2 separate regions of the Mus musculus genome follow, and region 1 is linked to region 2. The links are chromatin contacts, called in public promoter capture Hi-C maps. All regions are on one chromosome and are shown on one strand. The core of a region is the stretch at or near the end of the contact, and the rest is flanking DNA. Distances in the headings are between cores, read along the strand shown.

Region 1 (5,283 bases), core at 2,339-4,838, 290 kb after region 2:
CCTGTTGATTTAAAAATCTCTTAAACAAAATTTGAGCAGCATTCTTTGTAGAAATAGACACACTGGTTGTGAAATTAATTAATTCTGAGACAGGGTCTCACCATGTAGGTCAAAGTGGCTTGGACCTTGCTGTGTCCACCTGCCACTGCCTCCTGAAAGCTAGGATTAAAGGGATGTACTACTATGTTCAGCTGATTATGAAATTTATGTGAAAACCTAAAAGGCATAAAATAGCCAAAAATTATATGAAAATAAAATATAACTTAAAAACTCTCTTCAAAACACACTATACCATTATGGAAATCATGGGGATATAGAGACAGTATAGTGGGTTGGTCTGATGCTGCTTGTATTGTTGTGCTAAATACTGGCCCCTAAAGCCTAGTTGCTCCCAGAGATGAGAGAGTCAAATGTCAAGTAGTTTTATGTGTCCTTGCCCTCCAAGTTATTCCTGAATGGTGAATTAAGATGCTCACAGCCTAGGGCTGGGCAGAATTGAGCTAGGTGGGTCTTTGTGTTACTGGGCTTGGGATCAGAAGGAAACCACAGGGGTGGAGTGGGGAGAAGAGGAAGGTGAAGAGAGAAACCACTGTGGGGGTAATAACCTTAAAATTGTGGCCATGAGGGTTAACCAATTGGAGCTAAGAGCAGCCCAGACAAAGCATAGTAAGTAATAGCTTGGGGTTATCGATAAGAAAGCACATTCTAATAACACAGGGGGTAGATATCTACCCAGCTTTAATTATAAATTAAAAGTCAACCATGTCTCTTTTCTGGGAATTGAATAATCAAAGGTAGGGTAGAAGTTCTTGATTGAGATTAAACATATTCCACAGGACAACTCAGCAGTTAAGAGCACTTGCTGCCATGGCAGAGGATCAGGGTTCTATTCTCACGACCACTGTGGCAGCTTAAATGTTCTTGGGGATCCAATACCCTCTTCTAGACTCTGTACACACCTATACTTATGTATGCAGTACACTCATACAAGCAAAATACTCAACACATAAAATTAAAATTTGTTTTGGAACAGTGTTTCTCTACATAGTCCTGGCTGTCCTGGAACTTGCTATGTAGACCAAGCTAACCTTGAGTTCACAGAGATCCATGTGCCTCAGTTTCCTGAGTGTTAGGATTAAAGGCTTGCACCACTAGATCTGACAGAAATGGTCAGCCTTGAAAACATACATACAAGTAACTATCGAGACTTAGCAGATTATATGTAGGAATAGATATGTATATGTATGTCTATATGTATGTGTATATGAATTTGCATACAATAACAATTAATAAAAAAAGAGGCCATGAATTTGATGGAGAGTGGGGGACGATATATGGAAGGGTTTGGGATGAGGAAAGGAAAAAAAGAAGTGTTATAACTACATTATAATGTCAAATATATATGAAATAATGAGCATGGTGGCCAAAATAACAGTAGCAGTCACTGAAACAGCCTACCCAGTGACTACCAAAGTACCCATTTTCTATTCCCCTCCCAAACAAATGACACACAAAATTCCCAAGAGAATCTAACCCAAAGTTCACCTGTCCCTTATATTTGCTCAAAGTCTAAGATCTTTCATGCTGTGTAATGCAGTGGGTGACTATGGCCTGAAAAGTATTAAATCAAAGGTAACTGTTACCCCAACACATCAAAGAGCGGAGTCATCAGTGTAGCAAGGCATTTAAAAATCTCACTTGAGGGGCTGTGAGATGGTTCAGTAGGGAAGACAGCTTGCTGCCAAAACAGATGGCTTGCATTCAATCCAGGAGTCTATGTAGTGAAATAAAAGAGAATTGATTCCCAGAAGTTGTCCTCTGACTTCCACATATACACTGTCATGTACATGCCCCCCAATAATAAATAACTGTAATTTAAAGTACAGAGATAACTGTGGGGAGTGGTGGCACACAGCGTTAATCCCAGTACTAGGGAAGCACATACAGACTAATAGATCTTTGAGGCCAGCCTGCTCTCCATTGCAAGCACCAGACTAGCTAGGGTTACACAGTGAGACCCTGTCTCAAATACTTGTAAACAATTAAAACCTCACTTAAGATGTGCATCAATTCAAGGTCAGCTAAGTTATATGGGTTACATTTCTAGCTGCATGCAGAGCTCACACCTGAATACTGTCCCAGCTCTTTAAGGGAATACGTTACCTGCAAAGGCAATACAGTACAGGGTCAGCTGGGAGGGTAGCTCAGTGGGGAAGCACTTGCCTCACATGGACCCTGGGCCCAATTCCAGCACAGCACCCCAAAAACCCAAACCAAAAGTAAAAAAACAAAACAAAGAAACACTAGAGACAATTTAAATGAGGGCAGAAAGGTAAAAATAAAATGGACTTGAAGATTTTTGTTCTGAAGCCATTTCCCACAACAGAAAAGAAAAAAAATATTTTAAATAATGTTTTTTTTGAGGTGGTGCCTCATGTATCTCAGGCTACCTTGGAACTTGTGTAGCCAAGGATGACCTGAAATTTCTGATCCTTCTGTCTCCAACTCTCAAGTGCTAAATTTTAGGCTTGTAACACCAAGCCCAGATTACGGGGTGTGTCTTGCATGCTAGGCATTCTACCAACAGATCACTGCCCCCTTCCAGACAGTATTTCATTGGATAACAAAAGCTGACTTCAGCCTCTGCTCCAACATCCCTCTGCTTCTGTCTCCCAAGTACTGGGGACTATAGATGTGTGATCAACTGAAACTCAGTTTCTGTTTTGTTTTTAGAGACAGGGTTTTCTGTGTAGCCTTGGCTGTCCTGGAACTCACTTTGTGGACCAGCTTGGCCTCCAACTCAGAAACTAAATGTTAATGGTCTCGTGATGGGAGAATTTGAAAAGTCAAAGCCCAGAGCGGTTACATAAGGTACATTTGTGAGAGCCTCCTGCAGGAGCCTGTGGAAGGCTCAAGGGACAACTGCACTACTGTTGAAAGGGTCATTGGAAGCTGGGGGCCCTGTCGGTGTGATTCATGTAGAGTTAGCTGCTTTAGTCGTCACAAGGCCTGAAAATTATATAAAACCATCCCCAGCGGTTCCAAGATTCCCCTCGCTTAAGGAACAACCTGCTTCAGATTCTACAACTATCCCTTCATATGTAACAGGCCAGGTCTAGTGTAGTGTTCCACTCTTAAATGTTGTGCCAGAAGGACAGAAGCAGGACATAGCTCTAAATTTGATGAAATAGAATAAAGGTGGAAACATAGTGAATATAAGGGTTTGCCTCAATGACCACTGAGCCTCAAATGTACTGGAAAACCTGCTCCCCTCTCCTGCTTAAATATCCGCGGTGGCTCACAAGGTCTTCCAGTAGAAGTCTCATCAGCACGGAGACCCTCGGGGACCACCCAGGAGGCATTGAGGATCTTGTGATAAAATTTTGGTCTGATGCTCATAGTCACTCAAAGAACAGGAGGCAGTTCTGTTTATTCAGAGATTTAAAGAGGTAGGAGCATGGGTGAGCTGGTTCCAAGGCAGCTGTGAGGTCACTGTGCGCCGGCGCTCAGCGGCTCCACCCGCAGCCACAGCCCGCCCTCTGCGCGCAGGATCAGCTCTGGCTTCCGGCGCGGCTCCTTGTCATCTGGCAGGATGCGGAAGCGCAGCAGGGTCAGCGCCAGCGCTACCTTTATCTCGCTCATGGCGAAAGTCTGTCCTATGCAGTTCCTGCGGGAGGACGGGTGGGAACTCTGATTGCGCGAGGAACCAGCCAGGCATCCTCGGACCCAACCTGGCTCAGTCCCCTCCCCCCACGGTCAGGAGGGCCAAGGGGGCACTGATGTGCCTGGGACCCTGCGTGGGTGTCCGCATTTCTGGGACCTGGCCTAGTCCCAGCGCCCAGTGCAGACCTGGGCGTGATTCTGAGTACAAAGCATCAGCCTTTGACCTTGCCACCGCAGGCTCTGCAGACCTTTGCACAAAACGCAGGCAAAGGTCGGGGAGGAGACACAGAATCCTCATTCACCCAACTGTCCCCTGGTCCCACTGTCGGACCCAGACTCCCCCCGCCCCCCTCACCCAAGACCACTTCCTCACCTGGTCCCCGCTGAGAAGGGAATAAAAGCCAGAGGTGACCTTTTCTGTGGGTTTTCTGGGTCAAATCTAAAGGGGTTGTAGACCTGTAGGCCAAGAAAGACTACGCTAGTGGGTCATGTCTCTTCCCCATGTCCAGGATGGTAGCTCTGGTTTCTCTGGTAGGCTTGTGCCTCTTCTCCAGGCTCCAGAGTTGGGGAAAGGGTAGAGTCGCACCTCAGGGTCTGGCCAGACTGAAGGGTTGTGGTGAACCCCGAAAATGCTGATGACACAGATGTTCCCTGTTGAGTAAGGAGACAGGTCAGGTCCACGATGCTTCTGGGGACCACCGTCCTACCCAGGCCCCTCCTTCCACGATACTGAGGGCACCTTTGGGGATGGCCCGGCCATCTGGCAGCAGAACGTCCTGGGTGCAGCATCGGGAGATTAATAAGACTGGGGGATGCAGCCGCAGACTCTCCTTGATGCACATGGTCAGGAAGGGTAGCTGGGCCAAGTCGTCCCTAAGGAAGACAGCACACAATTGTCCAGGAGCAAAAACAAAGTCTCTCTGCCACCGAGTGAGACTGATCCACAGTTCTGTACCTAAAATACTGTTTGTTCTTAAAAATAATAAAAATTTAAAATTATCCATGTTCATGTGTGCTATATGTCTGTGGAGGCCAGAAGAGACTTGTCAGTGGACCAGCTTGGCCTCCAACTCAGAAACTAAATTTTAATGGTCTCGTGATGGGAGAATTTGAAAAGTCAAAGCCCAGAGCGGTTACATAAGGAGCATTTGTGAGAGCCTCCTGCAGGAGCCTGTGGGAGGCTCAAGGGACAACTGCACTACTGTTGAAAGGGCCATAGGAAGCTGGGGGCCTGTCGGTGTGAGGATGTAGACAAGTACAGAGGCAGCAGAGGGTCCTTGCTGCAGACACTGAGGATATAGACATGTACAGAGGCAGGAGAGGGCCCTGTGCTGCAGACACTGTGGATATAGGCATGTGTAGAGGCTACCTGTAGTGGACAGATGGCAGCTCAGGGACCCAGCTGAACACAACATACTGAGTTCTAAGACAGCCTACATAGTGAGACTGTGTCTCAAAAAACAAAAGATTAAAAACATTTTTAAAAAGAGTTCTTGTATACCGGAAAAGAAAGAAAAGCATAGAAATTCCAAAGTTAGGAAAACAAAGTTATTTGATATGTCAAAGAAAAAGGCATGTGTGGTGGATCTAAAGCTGATTGCCATGTTCAGCATGTCTGTA
Region 2 (5,633 bases), core at 1,392-3,891:
CTTGTGGTGATGGGTGGATTCTGGGGCTGACAGTGGGAATAGGGTGGAGCTGGGATGGTTGGGTTCTAGTTCTCCTTACCACCCTCTGCTCAGAGAATGTGCAAAAGTCTGCAGAACCCAGGGTTGGAAGTTGAAGGGCTGACCAGGACTGGGTCAGGTTGGGTCCAGGAGCTCCTTTCTAGGCAGAGCTCAGTCAGAGTCCCCATCCTGTCACTCCGCAGGAACTGCATAGGACAGACTTTCGCTATGAATGAGATGATGGTGGCACTGGCGTTGACTCTGCTGCGCTTCCGCATCCTGCCGGATGACAAGGAGCCGCGCCGGAAGCCAGAGATAATCCTGCGGGCGGAGGGCGGGTTGTGGCTGCGGGTGGAGCCGCTGAGCACAGTGCTGAAGGACTCCAAACCTGACCTTGAGGCTTCTTTACCCCACCCTCCAATTGTTCTCTCCGGTTCTCAGAATTAGCTTGGCTCCACAGAACGCCAGCAGGGGGCGCTAGAGGGCCACAGAATCAGCCGTGGTCTCTGAAGAGAATGGGTTGGTGTCTTTGAGGCAAAGTACCTGTTTGCTGATTTAGCCCAGCAAGGCTTTCACGCTGAGAGTTCTTTTCCAGTCGAAGCTTGGACTTCATCCTGTTAAAGTCACTGTAGATTTTGGAGCAGATTAGGAGAGGGAGTCGAGTTTCTGGCATGCTTGGCACTCTTTAGTCACTGAAACAAAGCCTAATCGCACTCTTTCCACTTTCTTCTGCCTTCTCTTCCTCTTCGTTATATTTGAAGCGCTCTTCCAGTGTTTTGGCTTCTTAGAGCTGCACTTACAGCAGTGGGCTGCCACAGTACCCCTGGGGGGTGGGGGTGGGGTTGTTTATAAAGTTTGACTAAAATGGTTTCTCAGAAAGGTCTGTCTTGGCACCTTTGAGAAGGATGTTAAATGACATTCTGGGCTTGTGATTCCCAAGGTCCTAAGGCATCTTAAAGTAAACAAAGTCCCAGAATCCTTCATTAACTTATGTCCTGGGTCGTGTTCACTGAGACTCCCACTTAGTTCACAGGAATCTTCTAATTTTCCTTTCTAGTAGCACCTCTGGGCTTTGATCCCTTCACCCTCTCACGAACCCATTAAAAACAGTGTCAGGTGGACGCTGTGACTCAACCCTGAGATCCAGTCCCTGTGACAGGGGGATCGTGAGTTGGAGACTATCTTGGAATACATAGAAAGTCCTGGCAGGCCTTGCCTTCCCCCACTCCCTCCGCCTTGCTAAACTGTTAGACTACATTCCTAAAGCGAGCCACCAAGATCTATTCCCTTACTTGGTCACTTCCTCCTCTTGAGGCTGACTACCAAAGTGCAGCTATCACACTATTGAAGTACAGCAATCAAAAGCCCTCTTTGTTTCCTCTAATTAGCATGTCTAATTAAACACTCCATCCTAATACCTGGTTTCTTAATTTACCTTTATAAACTGCCATTTGCCTATGGGCTACATTGGTCTCCTCTCTATCCAGAAGTCCTTTGTCCCATTCTGGGACAAACAACCTTCTCCCATCTCTTGTGTTTCCCACCCCTTCTCCCCTGTCCTTTACCCCTTGTCTTTGTTTCCTATTTCCTGTCCTTTGTCCCTCTGAAGCAAATAAGTCTTGGGGACCCTGTGCAGATATTCTCCCTTTCCCTTTGCTTCTGCCTAGGATCGTGACAACGGATGGCTGCAGGGGGTGGGGAAGTGTAGGTCTTTGCATTCCACAGATCACAACAGATGCCTGTGTAATTCTTAAAAACACAGCTAGGCCTGTTTCTGACTGGCTACAGTCATCTGTTGGTCTCCTGACCATGGAGAATGCTCCCTTTGCAGGACAGTTTGGGAACAGCAGGCTTTGAAAATACTAGTTTTCCCAGGTTTAGTATAATGAACTGCTGCGGGATTCCAGGAGGAACACATACCTCTTTTCTGAAAGTTCTAAGACCTGACACCTGATGCCCTTGATGACAGGACAGAGGTGGCAGCGAGGCTAGGTAGATGGAGGTTGGAGTGGTCTCTAACATTCTGCCCCTGCAAGGATCACTGTCTTTCCCCTCCCGTTCTGCCTGATGTTCTAAGGCAGTTTTCTCCTATTTGACACGTTCAGTCCAGGAGGAAGAGGGAAGGTTTATGAGGCCCAGTAGGCAAATAGCATCTTATGTACCGAGCCAGATTTGTTTTTGCTTGTTTGTTTGTTTCTAGACAGGGTTGCTCTGCTTATCCTGGAACTTGCCTTGTAGACCTCCAACTCACAGAGACCCACTTGCCTCTGCCTTCTGAGTGCTATTAGTAAAGGCTTGGGACACTGCTGCTTGGCTCACCAGACTCTTGAAGCCCCTTCTCGAGTTTTATAGAAGAAACAAACAACTATTCGGGAGGAGACTGAGTGAGCTCAGGGTTAAAGTTTTCCTGCATTGTTGCCCTTTTGTGATGGGTGGACTTTTTTGAGCTACCCCTGTTTCTGTAAGCCCTCACCAATACCCTGGCAAGTAACCCCAATAAAAAATTGCTGATTTACTGAGTTGGACTTTGGTGTGATTGTCACTTTGGTCAGTGGTAAACACTCTGTGACATAATTCCTGGGAGGATATGAAGAAACCAGACAGGGAAACGATGACAAATCAAAATAATGACACCACCAAAGTCCAACTTTGCAAACCAATGTGCTTTATGGGGTTACTTACAGGAGTGTGGGTGCAGTCAGCCTAGCAGGTTGGAGGGTACCCTTTCCCAGTAGTCCATTGCTCTGAGCCTCTTCCCATAGCTCGGCTTATCTCTGCTCCTCCCAGGTAATTTTATAAAGCACGTTTCCCCTTGCCCCTCACGACTTAACTCTGAGATCACACCGCAGCTAGCTCTACTTAGGAAACCCATGCTTGGTCCGGCTAGCCGCCATGGTGCTGGCCATTGCTCTCTCACACCGCAGCCCACTTTTCCAGCTGGCCTTGCCAAGCTGCTCAACGCAGTCCCTCCTGCGTTCGACCACAGCCACCACTCATGCTCCAACGATCAGCCAACCCTGCGGTTGGCTCTGCGGACTGCCAACTACCACCCTGGTCTTACTCAGCTCCCATGCTAGCTCTCCTGGTCTCTGCTTGCTACTTGCCTGGTGCCACAATGGCCACTCCGGTCTCACCCAGCTCCCTTTAGCCCTGTGAAAGGAAAACACTAAAGACTTTTGTAGTTTAAAACTGACCAGGTAACTCAAAGGCTGATAAAAGAATATCCTGTCCCATCGTCCTTGCCCTCCTCAGGCACAACTGCAGAGGCCATGAGCTATCGGTGCCCTGAGAAACCTACCTGTTTGCAACTCCTTGCAGGCCTGCCGCCTGGTCCAGCTCCCAGTCTTCTCCTGTCATCTCTTCCTGTCCTGCCCGGAAATCTTGTCTTCTCTTTCATCCAACTATTAGCTTCTGCCATCTTCATTTAGCCAATCAACAATTAGGGAAATAATTAGGGAAGTTCCTCTTACGCACCTAGTCTGGGAGTCTGTCCCAGCAGGGCCTTCATAAGATCCATCTCTATGGTAATTTCTTAACTAGTGATTGATGGTGGAGGTCCCAGCCCATGGTGGTTGGTGCCATCCTCGGGCTGGTGAAAGCAGGCTGAGCAAGCCATGAGGGGTAAGACAGTAAGTAGAATCTTTCATGGCTTCTGCATCAGCTTCTGCCTGTTTGAGTTCTTGTCCTGACCTCCTTCCATGATGGACAGTGATGTGGAATTGTAAGCCAAATAAACCCTTTCCTCCTGAAGTTGCTTTGGTCATAGTGTTTCAGCCCAGCCATAGTAACCTTAGAAGCCTTATTTGAAATCAGCCCTGTCGCCATACTTCCATCCCGAGCTTCTGGACTCAGAGTTGGTCTCAAACCAAACTTGAAATTCAGTGATTCCACTAAACTAGCTGGCCAGCAAGCCTCAAGAATCTTCTGACCCCGTCTCTGCCTTCTCAGGGTTGCAGGTGTATGCCATTCCACCCAGGGTTTTTTTTTTTTTGTTTTTGTTTTTTTAACATTGATGCTGGGAATTGAACTTAGTTTCTCACAATTGTGCTGCAAGCCCTTCACTGACCTAGACATCTCCCCAGCCCCAATCTCACAATTTGTTAAACATGACAGCAAATTTGCATGCTTAAAAAAGGAACAACAGGCAATCAATAAGTAGCTATCATGGCCAGCCATTATTGGGAACTGACAAGGTGAGAAAGGCGAATCTATAAAATAAAACAAAACAACCTCAAATCTAAGTTACACTAGTTTATAAAATCATCATTGTTTAGTTAAAATGCAAAGAGTTTATAAAATGGCATGGTCATGGCTGACAAACATGAGCATGTTGAGTTGGGAAGATTGCTCAATGGGCTACCCTTGCTGTGGAGCCTAACTTCTGGAGTTTCGTCCTCGGGACAGTTGTGTGGAATTCTGCTCAGAATTGCAACACCCCTTCTGGTGAGGTAAACAGATGACCCCTGTAGGCTTAAAGGGGAGAACAGGAATTTGGAAGGTTCTACTATCCAGCAGGTTTTTTGTTGTTGTTGTTGTTTTGTTTTGATTTTGATTTTTAAAAACATGTTGTAGAAACGTTTAATCTGAATCCAGGGTTTCTACCACACCTTTGACCATTTAGTTACCAGATAAAAGACACATACATCCTTTATATTTTCAATAAGCCTTAAGCAGGATGAGGAATGGGCAGATATATACCCTGTATGTTATCAGAATCTACGTTCTTATCGATAATCCTGAGGTATTACCTACTATGTTTCATCTGGGCTGCTTTTAACTCCAATTGGCCAGACCACAGGGCATGTTTTCTTGACTCCTAACCATGGTGCTCTCTCTCCTCCTTCACCTTTTCTCCCCCTCCATGGTTTTCTCTTGACCCCACAGGCCTGGGAACCCTAGAACCCACCTATGTCTCTTCTGCCCAGCTATTAGCTGTCAGCATCTTTATTTACCAATCAGAAATAATTTGAAGGCAAGGTCACATAGCCACTTGGGTCTACATGCAGAGTCTCTTGTCTTTGGGGTAACCAGGTCTTGGGGGCCACAGTTAACATTGTAATACACAGCAAAAGACCAAACCTAATAATAATAATGCAAGTCATTGCTGGGGGCAGAGACTCTGACCAATAAAACTGCAGAAATATTTTTGGACTGTAGCTGCATACGGTTGTATAGAGAGCCCCAGGATTGTAATTTTTGGGAGCTGTCAGCTATGTTGAAGAGAGCTTTCTGATGACACAGCTGCATTTGAGCCATCCCTGTTCCTTCATTCATACTCTTGTTCAACCCCCAGTTACAAAAACTCATCGGTTCACCACATTGGACATTGGTGAGGAGAAATTGCATGGTCCTGGCTATGAGTAACAAAACATAACTGAAGGTGAATAGCTTGAGGGTGGAATATCTATGGGGGTGGGAAGTGCCATAGGCTACCTTTCCTTATATGATATGAAACAATGTGCCTTCTTGCTATGTCAGTGGTTACCTGGCTTCTAAAATGGGTACAGAGACATGCAACCAAGGCTGAGTACTCTCTGCACTGCTCTGCTCTGCTCTGCTCTACTTTACTTATATGTTACTGCTAGTGTGGCTCCTACAGGGGTGCTGAGAGATGC

The links. Capture Hi-C pulls out chosen DNA fragments and counts their contacts.
Region 1: a contact with region 2 is called in a promoter capture Hi-C map of liver, with 2.6 times the contacts expected there. The contact joins two enhancer-like sites. A contact is called at or near these places in 11 of 39 promoter capture datasets (the 3T3-L1 cell line, cranial neural crest, embryonic stem cells and 7 more), 2 of 484 Hi-C or Micro-C datasets (the G1E-ER4 cell line and pancreatic cancer cells), 2 of 115 datasets of contacts at active chromatin or transcription factors (both in embryonic stem cells) and 3 of 9 other capture datasets (embryonic stem cells, liver and pancreatic islet).

What each region holds. Positions count from the first base shown.
Region 1 is chr17:32,921,288-32,926,570 of GRCm38.p6, forward strand. Cyp4f13 (cytochrome P450, family 4, subfamily f, polypeptide 13) reads right to left here. Exons shown (of 13, transcript NM_130882.1): 10 at 4,403-4,536; 11 at 4,250-4,314; 12 at 4,037-4,119; 13 at 3,401-3,667. The coding sequence ends at 3,490. Among named protein-coding and RNA genes, the nearest start is that of Cyp4f14, 6.6 kb to the left of the region's middle. Within about 2 kb of position 3,589, at least 244 of the 459 cell types and tissues checked have an H3K27ac peak or open chromatin away from gene starts, as enhancers often do. A contact at or near this core is called in liver, where this site is marked.
Region 2 is chr17:32,634,755-32,640,387 of GRCm38.p6, forward strand. Cyp4f37 (cytochrome P450, family 4, subfamily f, polypeptide 37) reads left to right here. Exons shown (of 13, transcript NM_001100187.1): 13 at 222-1,430. The coding sequence ends at 465. Among named protein-coding and RNA genes, the nearest start is that of Cyp4f37, 16 kb to the left of the region's middle. Within about 2 kb of position 2,642, at least 7 of the 459 cell types and tissues checked have an H3K27ac peak or open chromatin away from gene starts, as enhancers often do. A contact at or near this core is called in liver, where this site is marked.